2 separate regions of the Triticum aestivum genome follow, and region 2 is linked to region 1. The links are chromatin contacts, called in public Hi-C maps. All regions are on one chromosome and are shown on one strand. The core of a region is the stretch at or near the end of the contact, and the rest is flanking DNA. Distances in the headings are between cores, read along the strand shown. Region 1 holds the start of LOC123182911 (threonine synthase 1, chloroplastic). Region 2 holds the start of LOC123175117 (AP2/ERF and B3 domain-containing protein Os05g0549800-like).

What was found. Hi-C and Micro-C count contacts between places; a contact is called where the count stands out from the background.
Region 2: a Hi-C map of leaf shows a contact between it and region 1, with 10 times the contacts expected there. The contact joins the promoter of LOC123175117 here to the promoter of LOC123182911 in region 1. A contact is called at or near these places in 2 of 5 Hi-C or Micro-C datasets (both in leaf).

What each region holds. Positions count from the first base shown.
Region 1 is chr1D:457,061,066-457,065,077 of IWGSC CS RefSeq v2.1, reverse strand. It overlaps LOC123182911 (threonine synthase 1, chloroplastic), which reads left to right and starts at 2,351. Exons shown (of 1, transcript XM_044595585.1): 1 at 2,351-4,012. The coding sequence starts at 2,366. LOC123175101 (peptidyl-tRNA hydrolase, mitochondrial) reads left to right here. Exons shown (of 8, transcript XM_044590142.1): 5 at 1-33; 6 at 138-196; 7 at 279-355; 8 at 561-968. The coding sequence ends at 695.
Region 2 is chr1D:457,262,252-457,266,242 of IWGSC CS RefSeq v2.1, reverse strand. It overlaps LOC123175117 (AP2/ERF and B3 domain-containing protein Os05g0549800-like), which reads right to left and starts at 2,288. Exons shown (of 1, transcript XM_044590143.1): 1 at 672-2,288. The coding sequence starts at 2,196. The coding sequence ends at 949.

The DNA.
Region 1 (4,012 bases), core at 1,102-3,601:
ACTGCCAAAGGGGGGACATGGTGGGCACAATGGGTATTTATTTAACCTGTTCCCATCCTGCTTTGTTCCGTGGTTCTTTGTTATTTCTTCTTAATCGTTTGCCTTTGTTCTACCTTAACATATGATTAATATTTCAGGATGAGAAGTGTCATCCACCATCTGAAACAAAGCCGTGATTTCCCACGGCTAAGAGTTGGTATGTCAAACGATCGCTTCTTTAACGCCTTTGTCATTGAGGTGACGAATCTGAAAATGCAAATCGCCCAAATGTTGTGCAGGCATTGGACGGCCAACTGGAATGATGGGAGCCATCGGTTTTGTTCTACGTGCATTCAGCAAGGAAGAACAAGAAGTGGTACTTTTACCTGCATATTGCATTGTACATATTTTTGACAAAAATATACCAAACTGAACAATATGCGTGGAAATTTGCTTCTGCGCTGATCCTGTGCTTTTTTTTCTTGTAAGCAAGCACTCAGTGACTAGCTGAAGCACTATGTCGATGTGTACAAACAACCACAGCATCAACTAACTTCTGTCTCCACCCCAATCTTTTGCAGCTTGATTCCACGTTCCTGAGGGGCTTGCAAGCGGTGCGGATAATGTTGCTGGAAGGATTCAACAAGAGTGCGACCTTTGTGAACACTCCAGCTCCACAGCCACCTGAAAACGTTGAAGAGATGAAAATAACCTGACCGTAAACAACGCTGAGATGCACACTGTGAAGTGTAAATTAGTTTGTTCAGGTTAAGAGTCACTCAGGTAGCTGCAGAAACTAGAAAGCACAAAGGACCATTGTCCTTTGAGCATATGTATCCCGAGTTCCAGATTCATTTTGAGCATATGTATCCTGAATTCCAGATTCATTTGTAGAGGCGTCCAATGGAGCGCACACCAGAGCTTGTAACATTGCAGTTGTACGACATTTTCAGTCTCCAACGTGAAGCATTTATTTGTTCTAGTGCCTATATCAGCAGATTTTGTTCCAAGCAGATAACAAATTGAGTTTCTCTATATTTACATGGCTTGATTGCCGCCTTTTTGGCATTTTTAACGACTCTGTAATGAAACTTAAGGTGCATCTGTTGAGGCACAGGTTTATTGTACTTTCTAGAAACGTACTCCCTCCGTTTGGAATTATTTGTATGAATGTATCTAGATGTATTTTAGTTTAGATACATCCATTTTTGTGACAAGTAATTTCGAACGGAGGGAGTATGTGTATGTTTATCCAGTTGATTTCAAAACCTGGGATGTTTTGTCGATAAAAAATGAACATTGGGTTTCTGCATCTGATATTTCTAGGGCTCCTTTGGTTCAGAGGAAAACCATAGGAGTTTTAGAGGATTTGGATCATTGTAATTTCCCCACTATGACGTCGTTTGGTTCGTAAGATTGGAATCCTTAGGAACCTAAGGATTGGATTACGCCATGTTTCGGACGAAATTGGATTCCAATTCTTTGAATTGTTTTTAGTTTTTTCAATCCTGTAGTATAATTCAATAAAACAATGACATTTTTACCTAGTTCTTGCCGACTGCAAATGCTTGATTGATTGCTGCCATATTTCTCAGTAGTTGCTGTCAAGCTGGTCATGAGAATCGACAACTTTCTCTGAATGACTAGTAAGATGCCCGTGCGTTGCACGGAACATCAAAATGCATTGATCAGGGAGTTGTTTATTTGACAAAGTATACGGGGGGTCATCTCATGTGTGACAAATATCGATAGGTTTCTTTGGATATTCATTCTTCTCTAGAGCTCACAAGCATCCGGGTGAATAGTAAATGTAGGCAAGGTAGATAAAAAATATCTTTTGCAAATAAAAGCGTTCAAGTGTTCAACTTGCATCCAAAACTTCATAAAGAAATAACACTTGTTGTGCTTTGCAAAAAATGATCTTTCAAAATTATTTTTTGGGTATCAATTTTGTTTATTTTTTCTAGACCACCATGAATATAACTCGGGGTGACTTGGAAGGGGGCGGAGGAGATGGCGAAGAGGAGGGGGTCGTGGTGGTGGTCAGCAATGCGGCCTGAGAGAAGGCATGAGAGGCATTGGGGGCAGACGGTGCCGAGAGCAGCGACCTCCTTAGATCCTTCTTATTTTTTCCTGAGATGGCTAGATGAGGTGAGAGGGAGAGGTGGCTGAACGTGAGAGGCAGGGGGTTATCTACAAACGTGGAGTGGAGTGTGGGTTTTTTTTGCAAAATTGACATAGTTTGTCACAGATGCGTTGGATGTAGATCAAACGGTTGTAAATGAAGGATGGCAGGCACACCATCATCACCAACTCAGGATTTTATAGGAGTAGAGATCATCAGTTGGATCGGATGTAATCTGATCGAACAGACGGTGCTCGTCAGATGTCGGCCAAATCAGGGCCGTCCATCCATGCAGTTTCTACCGCTTTCCAGTTTCCACCAACCCCCACCCGCTACAGTCTAAAACCCTCGTCCACCTCCACAGTCCACATCCCACCCACTGCTCCCAATCCCCGCATCCCCGCCGCCGCCGCCGCCGCCGCCAGCTCCACCATGGCGGCCACCACCCACGCCACCGCCCCCTCCCCGTCCCTCTCCTCCCTCCTCTCCCGCCCCCGCTCCGCCGCGCCGCAGCTCCGCCTCCGCCCCGCCGCCCACCGCCGCGTCCGCTGCGCCACCGACGCCGCCGTCCCCGCCCCCGCCGCCACCAACAAGCCCCGGCGCGCGGCGGACGAGGAGGCGGCGCGGCACCGCGCCCCGGCCAACGGCTTCTCCGCCTGGTACGAGCCCTTCCCCCCAGGCCCCGCCGGCGCCGGGTCCACGGACGAGCGCTACTCCCTGGACGAGATCGTGTACCGCTCCAGCTCCGGCGGCCTCCTCGACGTGCGCCACGACATGGCCGCCCTGGCGCGCCACCCGGGGTCCTACTGGCGGGACCTCTTCGACTCCCGCGTCGGCCGCACCGTCTGGCCCTACGGCTCCGGCGTCTGGTCCAAGAAGGAGTTCGTGCTCCCCGGGATCGACCCGGACCACATCGTCTCCCTCTTCGAGGGCAACTCCAACCTCTTCTGGGCCGAGCGCCTCGGCCGCGACCACCTCGCCGGCATGAAGGACCTCTGGGTCAAGCACTGCGGCATCTCCCACACGGGTTCCTTCAAGGACCTCGGCATGACCGTGCTCGTCAGCCAGGTCAACCGCCTCCGCCGCGCCCCGCTCTCCCGCCCCATCGCCGGCGTCGGATGCGCCTCCACGGGGGACACCTCCGCCGCGCTCTCCGCATACTGCGCCGCCGCCGGGATCCCCGCTATCGTGTTCCTCCCGGCCAACCGCATCTCGCTCGAGCAGCTCATCCAGCCCATCGCCAACGGCGCCACCGTGCTCTCCCTCGACACCGACTTCGACGGCTGTATGCGGCTCATCAGGGAGGTGACCGCCGAGCTGCCAATTTACCTTGCCAATTCGCTCAATTCGCTCAGGCTGGAGGGGCAGAAGACGGCAGCCATTGAGATACTGCAGCAGTTCGACTGGGAGGTGCCAGATTGGGTCATTGTTCCGGGAGGCAATCTTGGAAACATATATGCTTTCTACAAGGGATTCGAGATGTGCCGTGTACTTGGCCTCGTTGATCGTCTGCCACGGCTTGTCTGTGCGCAGGCCGCCAATGCCAACCCGCTGTACCGCTACTACAAGTCAGGATGGACCCAATTCCAGCCACAAGTGGCCGAGCCTACATTTGCGTCGGCGATTCAGATCGGTGACCCTGTATCGGTCGACCGTGCGGTGGTTGCACTCAAGGCAACAAATGGCATCGTCGCAGAAGCCACAGAGGAGGAGCTCATGAACGCAATGTCCCTCGCTGACCGCACCGGCATGTTTGCCTGCCCGCACACCGGGGTCGCTCTCGCGGCGCTCTTCAAGCTTCGGGAAGAGGGCACCATCGGGGCAAACGACCGCACGGTGGTCGTCAGCACGGCGCACGGCCTCAAGTTCTCCCAGTCCAAGATCGACTACCATGATCAGAAGATTGAG
Region 2 (3,991 bases), core at 1,039-3,538, 200 kb before region 1:
TTTGCACTTGATAATTTTTTTAAATGTCACAAATATTGTTTTGAAACATATTAACATTTTTAAATGTCACATACATTGTTCTGAAGAGTGGAATTTTTTTCTAAGTTACGCAAGCAATGTTCCAATGACTAAACATTTTTCTAATGAATGGAAAAAGTTTTATTTAATTTCGGAATACGTGTATTTATAAAATTTCACAAAATATAAACAAAAGAAAGCAAAAAAATGAACAAAGAACCAATGAAGAACGAATGAATGCGCCCGAGGGTACTACTGAGCCAGCCCGGCAACAAGTAGTGTTGGATTTGGCCTTCATTTGTATGGTGTTCGTATGTCTACATGTTAGATCCTTCCGATTAACGCTTCTGTTCATCATCGATCGTTACTAATTGGATGCACTGGCCCCTTGAGTCCTTAGCACAAAAACCTCCCGATTATTTATACTACGATAAGGTTTGCCCAGCTATGGTGAGGGAGAGAAGATAACGGCGGCACGCCTTCAATTTGCTTCAGTGCTTATAGTCGCCGCTAGGTAGTCTACTAGTCCGGATGCAACTCCCATTACTTTTGATGTTTTTGTTCTTTATAGTAAGGGTGTGACTAGGTCTCAGTCGACTGAGATTTAAACAAGTCCCAATCAAATGACGTAGTATATAATAGGAAAAAAGAAAAAAGAAAAAAGTTAAACAATATTTTTTGCACGGACCTCCACACGCAAGGTCGAACGAATATTGCATCAAGTGAGACATAAACAAGTCTCAGACGACTGCTACTTAGCTAAACTATTATACTAAGTTTGATGGACATATCGGAACTTTTTTCGAAAAAACAAAAACCCGCTACATATACTACTTTCCCATTACTATTACGTGAATGAGAGTATTTACGCTCCTGATTCCAGCTGATATTTTGACCCCGGGCGTGTCTGTGTGGCGAGTGGTGACAAGTCTATAGCGCAAATGTGCTCCCTGCTCCTTGTACTCCTTCTAGTTGATCTCTTGACCTCGGGCACTGTGAGGTGGTGGCATGTCTATAGGTCAGCGCGAAGTCTACGCACCGCTTCTTCCAGACCGCGTGCACCGGAGTGGGCGCCGCTACGCTGGCGTCCATGGATTTCTTGTTTGTCTTGGTCATGCCGTACTCCTCGCGCTCGGGCGCCGGTGCCGTGGGAAGGTCGACGCCGAAGAGTCGCACGGTCCTCGTCACCGGTGCCGCCGACGGGGCGGCCACCGCGTTAAGGAAGGTCGTCGTCGTCGTCGTGGTCTTGGACCGGAGCTTGCAGTCGATGAAGAGCTGATTGTTGCCGGAGGCGGAGCGGTAGAACCCAACCGCGTCGCCGGCGTGCAGGCCCTTCTCCTTGACGAAGCGGCTCCACCCCATTGTGAGCACGTAGCTCTGGCTGCTGTTCCAGTAAGAGTACCGGAACCTCCACGTCTTTCCGACCGCGTCATCGAAGTTGAGCAGCACGCCCTTGCACTCGCCTGGCACGGCGGCGCTGGAAGAAGGAAGCTGCAGCGGGAAGTGCTTCTCGGCGTGCTGCTTGGGGATAACCAGCCGGTTCAGCTTCCCCACGTCGCTCGGCGTGGCCGTCTTGTCGAACAGGTGCTCGCGCCGCGTCGCCGCGGAAGGCGCCGCGGCTGAAGGAGCCGACGACGCGGGAGCTGACGACGACGACGTAGGGGACGACGACGCTGAGGCGAAGAAGGCGCGCTTGTGCTGCGCCAGCTCGTCGGGGTAGATGTGCTTGCGCAGCATGTCCACGACCTCGGCCTTGGAGCGGGCGGCGAGGAAGCGGAGCTCGGCGGCGTCCTCCGGTTCGGACTCGGCGAGCGGGCGGAAGTTGGTGACTGCATCGCGGCCGCGGAAGCGCTGCGCCGCCGTGTCGTAGGCGCGCGCAGCCTCGGCCTCGCCCGTGAAAGTGCCGAGCCAGACGCGCTGGTGGCGCTCGTAGATCTGCGCACCCCACCGCCCGTTGGGCTGCGGCACCACGCCCTTGTACTTGGACGACGGCAGCCGCCCGCCACGGCCGGAGTCCGCCTCGGCGCCGGGCTCCGGCGCGTCCATGACCGCGCTGGCCCCGCTGCCGACGCGCTGCAGCGGCTTGGTCGCCGGCGCGGCCGGCGCCGGAGAGGCCTTCTTGCCCGTGGACGCGCCGCTGCTCACGTCGTCCACGAGACAGCTCCTCGCGCTGTCCATCCGATCACCACGGACAACTCAAGAAGATGCTTAGCTAGGAAAAGTGGTAGCTTAATTAGCTAAAGGCTGTGTGGAAATGGAGGCAGTATAGGTAGGTAGAGGAGCAGCAGAGGCAAGTGCGTGTGTTATATAGGAAGATGAGGAGAGGAGCTGGAGGATCGAGTGTGAGTGTGGCTAAGCTAGCCAGTGCATACATCAACCGCACCATATTCTATTGTTCCATATACTATTTCTACACATGGCCATTTGGCTTTTGTTTTGTCTTTCGTATGTGTAGAGTAGATAATAGGTATACACGCATACATAATATTGTTTCTTTTTTCGGGGTTGCTAAATCTCAATCGACTGAGACTTAACGATTCTATATTTGTGAGATCTTACATGAAGATCCGTTCAAAACTTTTTTTTAATTTTTTCGTTCTTTATTTTATATGTTGTGTCGTATGATTGAGACTTGGTTAAGTCTCAGTCGACTGAGATCTAGCCACATCCTTCTTTTTTATTTATACATGCTAGAGTTGTTTTATATCTGTATAGTAGATATTAGTTTTGTTTTAATTTTTTGTTTTGAACTTTGGATTCCAATTCAAATATTAGATGTTTATATAGGCCTCATGGTCGCTTATGCTGGGGTGGGGATATTTTATGGCATTCATGGAAAGGAAATATAAAAAGACCAAAGACGAGGATGAGGATGATGATGAAGATGAACACGCGCATTGGCCATGCTACGCACACAGTATGGTATGGTGTGGTTGCGTGAGAAACTCAGAGTGCCACCCTTGCATTCCCTTTGTAGCACGCCAAGTAACGCATCTCCTCCTAGTAAGGCTTAAAAGTGGAAGAAGAAAATGTGCGAGCTGAGCTAGCTGCTGACCCATTTCGGTTTAGGCGCTTATGCAACAGGTAATACGTTGTTGTGTGCCGGTCACTCATAGTAAACGATGACGCCGATGGTGCTGTAGAATGTTCTCGGAGTTCTAGATCGATGGGTATGAATGTCCGCATCGGTCGATCCGTTGTCGATTCCTATTTGATATTTTTGATCTTTTATTGACTATTCACCGTACGTGCATGGAATTTCTTCATCACCAAAAAATGTTCTGTGCACAATAAAGTCGACAGGTACGTACAACCTATGTAGCTGGATAGTATAGATGAGCCCACATAGTTTAATTAGTTCATAGTCTCAAGAATTTTTTTTTCTGAAAATGAGGAGGACCCTCGGCCTCTGCATCTGAATCGGCATGTAACCACTTTATTAATTATTCACACAAGACCTTATAAAGTCGTACAAATAGTAAGACTAAAACCACCGTCTAGGCAACATCTGTCGCTACTCTTATCTAGTTGATATAGGAATGCTGATAGTTTGGGCCTAATACCAAACAGACCTTGCAGCCAAACCTAACATCTAATACCTGAGGTCCCAACCAGGACGCCCGCCGGGTATGGGGCACCCACCAGTCCGGTGCATTCCTCAACCAGGACATCTGCCGGGTATGAGGCCGCCACAGCCACCTGCTATTAATCCATCTTCAGTGATGTACTGCTGCATCTATCTTGCCGATATATTATACTACAAAAAATACGAGAAAGAAAATAAATCATCTAGCTGTATGCATGGTCAGGCTGCTTGCTACGTATTCGTGCCTGCTTGCGCTGTCATTAGGTGACCATGTTTGCAAGCTGGTGTGGGGAGCAGGCAGTAGAGTAATTGCAACAGACGACGACTTGGTGCAAGACTTGGCATCGCAAAGTCCACCTCAAGGCTCATGGAATTGATCAAGTGGAT